Regions from separate parts of the Sus scrofa genome. Here region 1 is linked to region 2. The links are chromatin contacts, called in public Hi-C maps. All regions are on one chromosome and are shown on one strand. Each heading gives the region's core, a stretch centred on a gene start, on an enhancer-like site or on the middle of the called end of the contact. The rest is flanking DNA. Distances are from core to core; before and after follow the strand shown.

Region 1 (3,969 bases), core at 61-2,560, 130 kb before region 2:
GAGGCTGATGCATTTTGGGGGGGGGTCTTATTCTCCCCTTTTATCGATTGATGAAATGACACAGACTACGTGTAAGTACTTATCTCCGTGGCAAGCATGTAGTAGGTCCACCTAAATCTAAAGGTGAGTCTCAGCTTTCTCCCTTTCTACATGATATATCTGTGCTCATGAATAATAGTTTCAGAGAACACAGCCTCCCCTTGGGTCTCTGCCTAGGCGGGACTCTTAAAAGTCCCGATTAGACCTCAGCCTAGGAGAGTGAGGGGCCTTGGGGGTGAGGTGGGGGCAGGAAGAGACTGTGACTCTTCTTTTTGAGTCCCAGATGCCATGAGTTTGGGAGTGGGGAGGAAAGACACCTGCTTTCTTTGCTGATGGTGCTGAGGGAGCCCTTCTTTCCGCTTCGATGGAGGTGACCTAGAAGCTTCTGGACCTAGAATCTTGGCTTGCTCAGAGCTCTGAGAGGCTGAGTCCTGCCGTCTGGCCCACATGTGTGAGAAGCACTGATTGTGTCCTAGCACTGAGGGATGCTGGGCAGGTGGGGCCTTGTGAGAGGGGAAGGGGCCTGCGATGGGACAGTGGGCTGACTCCAGGTCCTCTGGTTCCCATGCAGAGCCAGGGTGGCCCTGGCCTGCCTCCTCATACACAGGTAGCTTCCTCAGGAGCCTCCTGGCCTGCCTACCTGACTCTCTTGGTACTTCCTCAGGTACTACCTGACTCTCTTTAAGGTGGTCCTTAGAGAGAGTCCCATATTGCCATCCATTTAACCCTCTCTGCGCTGGGTCTCAACCCACCCACACTGACATGGAGTCAGTCAGAGTCCAGGGGGGAGACATAGCCCATTCCGGAAACCTCAGCAGAGGGAAGCTAGCTGTGAAGACCTTGGAAGAGAGGAAAGGGCAGACTTGGGTGAAAGGCAGCCTTGAGAGTAGCAGCCACAAGAAAATGGCCCCATTCCTGCTGGAAGGGCAGAGAAGAGGTTGTGTTTCCAGAACTCAGAGAGAGCTGGAACCCTGGCAGAAGTCCCCTGGCAGGAATTGGGACCCCAGAGGTGATGCTCCAGATAAAGGGAGAGACAGAGAGAAAGGCTGGTTTCTACCCTCTGTCCTTCCCCCCGGGGGCGGGGGCGGTGGGGAGCCGAGGGTAGAAACCAGTCTTGGTGGGGAATGTGGCCGACAGGGGTCAGCCCCCTGTGAGAGAGGAACACAGAGGGACAGAAGACAGGCAAATGACCCGCCTAATCTCCAGCTAGTCAGACCTTTGGAAAAGAACACATCTTTCCAACCAGTGCTCTGGAGAGCTGGCCCTAGAAAGTAAACTTGCCTCTGGAAAGAGTCCCAGATCCTCTGCCGGTTACTGCAATTAGTGGTCGTGCCCAAGCCTTATCCTGCTGGGAGCCAGGCCGGGAAAGGGAAGTGTTTTTTTTTTTGTTGTTGTTGTTGTTTTTAGGAAGATCTGTTTCCTCTACATTTTTTCAAAGGATAGGGCAACCTCTGGTGCTTCAGTTTCGTGTGAGACCATGATAGCTGTCTTCAGGGGCAGACAGCTCTTTGGCAGGCAGGAAGGCAGACTAGCCTGCTTATTACTGGACTCAGGGTCAGGAGACCTGAGGCTAAGTCTCAGCTCAGACAAGTCACATGCCGTCTTTGAACCTCTGGCTCTACGTCTTTCAAATGCAGACTCTGTGTTTTTCAGGATTCTGTAGAAGTGAGGGACAACTTGTGTGTGTGTGTGTGTGTGTGTGTGTGTGTGTGTGTGTGTGTGTGTGTGTGTTTGTGTCTGTCTTGGGGGCGTTGTAGACCACAGAGTGCTCGGGTGGCAAGGCCTGTGCCTATGAACACAGTGTCACAAGAGAATTGCTCGGCCTGGTTTTGGAGTTGATGTGTCCCCTTGGAGTGGGTGCTTAAAATCCTTGTCTTGTAATCATTGAGTCCAAAAGACAATTGCAGTCAGCTTGTCCAAACTCTCTCCTAAAGGAGGAATCTTCTCGAAGATGATCCTTTCCCCTTTTTCTCCTTTCGTCTTTTTCTCTCTTCTTCCTTCTTTCCACCTCTCTTTCCCTCCTGGGTTTTTTTTTTTTTTTTTTTTTTTTTCTTTTTAGGGCTGCACCATGGCACAGGGACGTTCCCAGGTTAAGGGTCAAATCGAAGCTGCAGCTGCCGGCCTACACCAGAGCCATAGCAACGTGGGATCCAAGCTGCATCTGTGACCTATACCACAGCTCACGGCAATGCCGGATCCTTAACCCGCTGAGCAAGGCTAGGGATCGAACCCGCAGCCTCATGGTTCCTAGTCAGGTTCGTTACTATTGAGAGGCAGTGGGAAGACCCCTCCCTGTTTTTTCTATCCGCCTTCACTCCTCTCTTCCACAAAGATTTGGAGCCTTTACTCTTAGGCAGGCACCGTGCTGGTTTGGTCCTCTGGCAGGAATGAAGACAGACAGCGACCCTCGCAGAGCTTAAAGTCTAGCAACAGGGTGCTCACTACTTAGGGGATGGCCTGTTCGGGGGTTTCATTTTCCCCTATTTAAACTGAATTCTGCCTCCGTAGAATGCTTGTCCTGACCTCTGGAGCTAGAGAGAACAAGTCTGACCCCGTTTCCTATGTCGCCGCCCTTGAAACGTGGGAAAATAAACATGGAACACTCTGAAAATATTCTCACTCTCCAGTTTCCACTTGTGAAGGGGAAGCTGATTCTCCGTGAAGCTAAATTCCTCAAGGGCATGGGGTCAGAGCCCGGGTGGGCTATCATCTGGGTGCGTGGCCCCGTTCCCAGTCCACCTGGGGCGGAGGGAAGCCATGTGCTGGAGGCTCTCACTGGGAAAGAGCGCAGGTGGCAGGGAGGTGGGCCCACATGAAGCAAGGGGGTCTGTCAGAGGGGGGGGCCTGCGAGGCGTGGTCTGGCCGCCTGCCCAGGACAAGCCTGAGCTCCCGGGTTTCTGGTCTGATTCACAGCTTCCTCCCTCCCCAAAGGAATCCCCTTTATAGCTCTCCAGGCCTGACCCCAGCGTCCCTGTGAATGTCATCTGACAGCTGCACGGAGCGCAGCCATGGCTCCTGCGCCGGGTGCCAGCTGGATGTGCTCGGCGGCCGGGGCCCTGGGAGCCACCGCTTGGGATGTCAGAGGAGCGCTGCCCTTCCGTCAGCAGGAAGCCCGGCCGCAAACACTTGGACAGGAAGCCCGGGCGCTGGCCAGCTGAGCCAGCTCTGGTTTCTTCTGCGTCTGAGGCTTTGGCCAAGCGTGGAGGGAGGCGAGCCAGGTGCCGCGGGCGGCACTGACAGCACGGGCGGGCTCCCCCTCGGCCAGCCGGGGATGTGGGTTGAAGGGCGTGAACGGAAAAGCATCATCGAGGCTGGGCCAGAAGAGGTGCTTCCTGGAGGAAGGGTGAGGGAGCAGGGAACACAGCGTCTAGCAGAGCTGAGCCAGCTGGCTGAGGCTCTGCAAAGACCCGCTTCCAGACACAAATGTGTTCCCTTGGGTTCAGACCTCCGGCATAAACTCAGATCAGATCCAATCTGCAGGCTGCCTCCACCTCCGGGAAAACACACTGTCATCTCCCGGGGCGGGGTGTCTGCATGTTCCCAGCATGAAAATGACTCCTCTCAAGGAGAGGCTCTTTTATAACCTACCAAGCTGCATTGTGAGGGAATTGATAGAAAATAGAATGTGGTCCGCTGGGGACAAAGGCAACTTTGCGTTCAGGGCTAAGAGTTTTGTTTCCAAGCGCTACGTGTGATTATCTTCAAGGCAGTCTGTGTGCATACAACCATCTGAAAGACCCCCAGGATTTGCAGAGCGCCTAAATTTTCTTTAAAATGATATTTATTTTTTCCATTATAGTGGTTTATAGTGGTTTATAGTGTTCTGTTGATTTTCCACTGTACGGCAAAGTGATCCAGTCACACATGCATATATACATTCTTTTTCTTATGTTATCCTCCATCATGCTCCATCATAAGTGAGTAGATACA
Region 2 (3,913 bases), core at 1,020-3,519:
AGCCTTGACTCTTTTTCTTTTATTATATTTTCTCAAATAAACTTCCCCAAAGGAAGATATTTTAAGAGCATTTTCAAACATCTTTGGCATCACATAAAAAAGAAATCTCGTGTAAAAAACGAAATGTCATCTGAACTTTTATAATACAAAGGCGCAATCCAATATGAACATATAAAATATGTACAAATATAGTGCATGGTCAGTCACTTAATACATTTCTCTACAAAAAAAGTAACTTTAGAAATTAAAAAAAACCCCAAAGTAACCAGTTAATCACAAAAGTCCTCTCCCCTCTCCCAGAGTCCAAGTTCCTGTTTAGTGTCCCAAGGGAAGAGAGGTGGGCTGGGGAGTTTGGGGGGAGGGGTGGCTTGAGCCCCTCAGTTCCGCCAAGGCCTCCACATGGAGTCCGCCGTGAGCGAGGGGCCGCTGGAAGGCGACACTGCGTTGGGGCCCACGGAGGTCCCGCTGTTGCTGGTGTAGACTGGGATGACCGGGCCGCTGTGAGCGAAGGCCCCGTTGGGGATGAGGAAGGCAAACTGGCCATCGGGAGCCGGGACCACCTGGAAGCCGCCGAATACCTTTGCCGCCTCTCCAGCCGGGCTGCCCAGCTTGCAGGGCGCGCCGCCGGGAGGGGGCGCCGCACCCCCGGGGATGGGCACCAGTGGCGGTGGCGGCGCGAACGGCGCGTGCTGCGGACCTCCGGGTCCTGGCGGGGGCGGTGGCGGCGCCTGCAAGGCTGGGTGCGGCTGCCCAGGGTAGGTCATGGCGTTGATCTGGGTCATGCAGTTGGCCAGGTGGCCGAGCAGCCGGGTGCGCACCTCGGTGTTAACGCCCTCGCACGTGGACAGGAAGCGGGTCACCTCGTTCATGCACTCACTGAAGCCGGCGCGGTACTTCCCCAGCACGCTCGGGTCTGTGCTTAGCGCGGCTGCGGGCCAGGAGACAGACGGGTCACCGAACGTCCCTGGCCCCGAGGCCACCTCCTCCGCCCTGGGAGGTCCCCGCAGTGCGCCTCCCTGACCACCCGCCCGTAGAACTGCCTCTGGCTACTAGGATGGGCTTAGGAAAAAACAATCGCTTCTCCATCCTAGCTTGGCGACCAAAGCCGAGACGCTCCCTCTCTGCTCTCAGTCGCTCCATTTAAACCGATCTCAACCTCAGATCTGCCTCCCCCTAACCCCCGCGCGATTTGACCTTGGATAATGCCCTTCCCCCCTTCTCCACCACCAAGCCTTATTTTTCCTTCTGTAGTGGAGTGCTAAACCAGATGACCCCAGGCTCCGCGCAGCTTAAAGACCGCCACGCTTCTAAGTCTTTTCGCCCCCACCCGCTTCCCCCTGGCCAAGCCGCCCGCCGCCCTCGCCACTACAACCTCTCTCCCTCCCTTTCCGGAACAGTAACAACTTGGAGTTGTGGCTATAAATAAGCCCCAGACCGTGGGAACGCAAGAATGAGCCAAGGCAGTAAAATGTAGCTGAATGCCTCTCACAACCACGGGCGGAAGTCTGGAAGAAATCACCGCGGGGCGAGAGGGACGCCCGCAGAGGGGGACGCGGCCAGCCGCCCTCACCCGTCATCTGCGCCCGCTGCAGGTTCCGGAGGTGCTTCACTGTCATTTCCAGAATGTCCGCCTTCTCCAGCTTGGAATGCCTCGAGCTCTGCACAGAAAAGGAGGCAAGGGAGGAACGTGAGAGACTGCCAGCGGCCTCGGAGTGCTGGGGGTGGGGGGTCCCTCCTCTCCGCCGCGTCGCCAACATCCCCCAGACCCCGGGTAGAGTAGACCCAGCCCTCCCGCCTAAGGGAACGCAGTGCAGGCGGGGGAGATCTCGCTGACAAAGGGGTTTGGTTCTTAATACCAAAGAAATAGTATTTCAATTTTTTTAATTAAAAAAGGCAATATTACCCACTTACATCTTTTTTAAGAGCATCCAAAATCAGTGTTTTCAGCTGGCTCAGACTTTCATTTATTCTTGCTCTTCGTCTTTTCTCCATGATGGGCTTTGATGACTGTAAAAGGGGAGGGGGGAGGAAAAAGAGCCCTGAGTTCCCATGAGACTTGACATTTCACCCCAGGGTTTAAAGGGAGAAAGGAGCCCCCACCCATCCCGACTTAATCTCTTAGGGGCTGTGGAGAGATACAGGTATTGCCCTTACCTTTCTGTGCTCAGATGCTGTCTTTGGTTTATCCGGTGTCGTGTTGACACTGGCTGGGGTAGCAGCCACCGGGGACGAGGAATTTTTCTCCATTATATCAGCTGGCATTTTCTGTTTTTTTTTTTTTTTTTTTTTTTTTAATCCCTAGAGAATTTTATTTTTGGAGTTCTTCACACCAAAAAAAATTGTTTTGTTTATGTCTCTTTTACTTGAGACTTTCGCAAAGCTACTGAGCAAGTGCTGAAGGTTTATTATATCTTATGGCTACTTGGTGATCGGTAGCGCAATTCCAGGACCAAGGAGAGAGGTAGACGGGGGATTCCGCTGTTATCAGCACCAGCTCCCGGATCCAGTGTGATCCTCAGGCCCTGGCGGCCTCTATATATATCTGGGACTGCACGCGAACGGCTCGTGTGAAACTTCCCAAACTTTCTTTCCCACAGTAACTTTCAGCCAATGGGAGGAGGAGACACGCGGCACCGCTCGTGGACCGCGCCCCCCCATTGGCCGCCAGGCACAAGGCCTGGCGGCCAATGGCGCGCGCCTGAGCCCGGGGCACCAGAGGCTACAACGTCAATCAAAAGGATTTTAACCCTTTGTTACTCTCCCTACTGGGCTTTGCTTTAGAGAGGATTTTTCTGCATTGGGTTTGATCTACTCTAGTTTATTTCTTTGGAGGCTGGGGTCTTTGCTGCTTATTTCCATTCGCGTGTAATAGAGCTGCTTTGACACTAATAAGTTCACTTGAAATATATTTTTAAAAAGGTTTAGAAGGACAGGGATAAAAGATTATAATTGCATGGTTAAAAGAAAAAGGGGGAACATGTGCAAGGGTGTGACTTACAGAAACATCTAAGTGATTTCCCGCTCAGACTCCGCACATTCCGGGGGTGGGGGGTGAAAGTCGACCATGCAGAAAAAGGACAAAATTCCTTTCTGCATGCAGAAAAGGAAAAAGTGCCTCCATCTTACTTACATTTGCAGGTTTTTCAGAGCAAAGTGGTTTTTGATCCCCGCCCTCCACCCCTACCCCAGCCTGTCTCTCATTTCTGTTACGGAGTTGAGGCCTTGAACCTAGCGCTTCCCCAGGAAACAATCAGAATAATTTCCAACTGAGCAGAAAGGAAATGGAATTTCAAATGAAAGATGAACAAGGAGGGCTTTGATGGCAATGCCTCAGGGACGCGCGCGCGTCCTGGCCACCCTTTCCCTTTCCACCCGTGGGCTCTCAGTTTTGCTGCACATAGAGGTGGCGAGCCGAGTGGCAGCCGCTCCCTCCTTCTCGCCCCGCGAGCGACCAGGGCAACCTCGACACCCGTCGCGCGCGGGCCCTTTAAGAGCTACACCAGCCGAGCTGCAGTTTGACATCAGCCGGCCGGCGAGGGCGCGCCTGGAGCCGAAGCACGTGCCAGGATGTTTTATTGCCGCCGCGGCTGCGGCCGGGCCGGGAGGATGTGTGTGTGCGTGCGTGTGTGAGTGTGTGTGCGCGCGCCCCGGGGGCAGGGAGGCGGGGGGCGGCGGCGGGCGGCGGAGCGCGGGGGCTGGTTCCTGGTCCCCGGGAGAAGCCAAGAAGGTAAATAGCAGCTGCTGTGCTCGAGCCTGGGAAAACCCCGCCCCCAGCGCCTGGCCGGGGCTCATTGGCGCGCGCTGCGTGTGGGGTGTGTGTGTGTGTGTGTGTGTGTGTGTGTGTGTGTGTGTGTCCGGGGCCCCCCCTCCTCCGGCCCCCGCCGGGCCAGGAATCCGAGGGGGCGGCGGGCGG

What was found. A called contact is a pair of places that touch in the nucleus more often than the background predicts.
Region 1: a Hi-C map of liver shows a contact between it and region 2, with 12 times the contacts expected there. The contact joins the enhancer-like site here to the promoter of HES1 in region 2. A contact is called at or near these places in 1 of 5 promoter capture datasets (liver), 25 of 47 Hi-C or Micro-C datasets (adipose tissue, alveolar macrophages, brain and 15 more) and 2 of 2 datasets of contacts at active chromatin or transcription factors (alveolar macrophages and skeletal muscle).

The regions. Positions count from the first base shown.
Region 1 is chr13:131,259,907-131,263,875 of Sscrofa11.1, reverse strand. All of the region lies in intron 1 of LOC110256390 (a long non-coding RNA gene), which reads left to right. Among named protein-coding and RNA genes, the nearest start is that of CPN2, 76 kb to the left of the region's middle. Within about 2 kb of position 1,310, at least 27 of the 83 cell types and tissues checked have an H3K27ac peak or open chromatin away from gene starts, as enhancers often do. A contact at or near this core is called in adipose tissue, fetal liver, liver and 3 more, where this site is marked.
Region 2 is chr13:131,134,326-131,138,238 of Sscrofa11.1, reverse strand. It overlaps HES1 (hes family bHLH transcription factor 1), which reads right to left and starts at 2,269. Exons shown (of 4, transcript NM_001195231.1): 1 at 2,155-2,269; 2 at 1,912-2,007; 3 at 1,571-1,658; 4 at 374-928. The coding sequence starts at 2,262. The coding sequence ends at 378. LOC102164131 (a long non-coding RNA gene) reads left to right here and starts at 2,660. Exons shown (of 8, transcript XR_002337825.1): 1 at 2,660-3,727.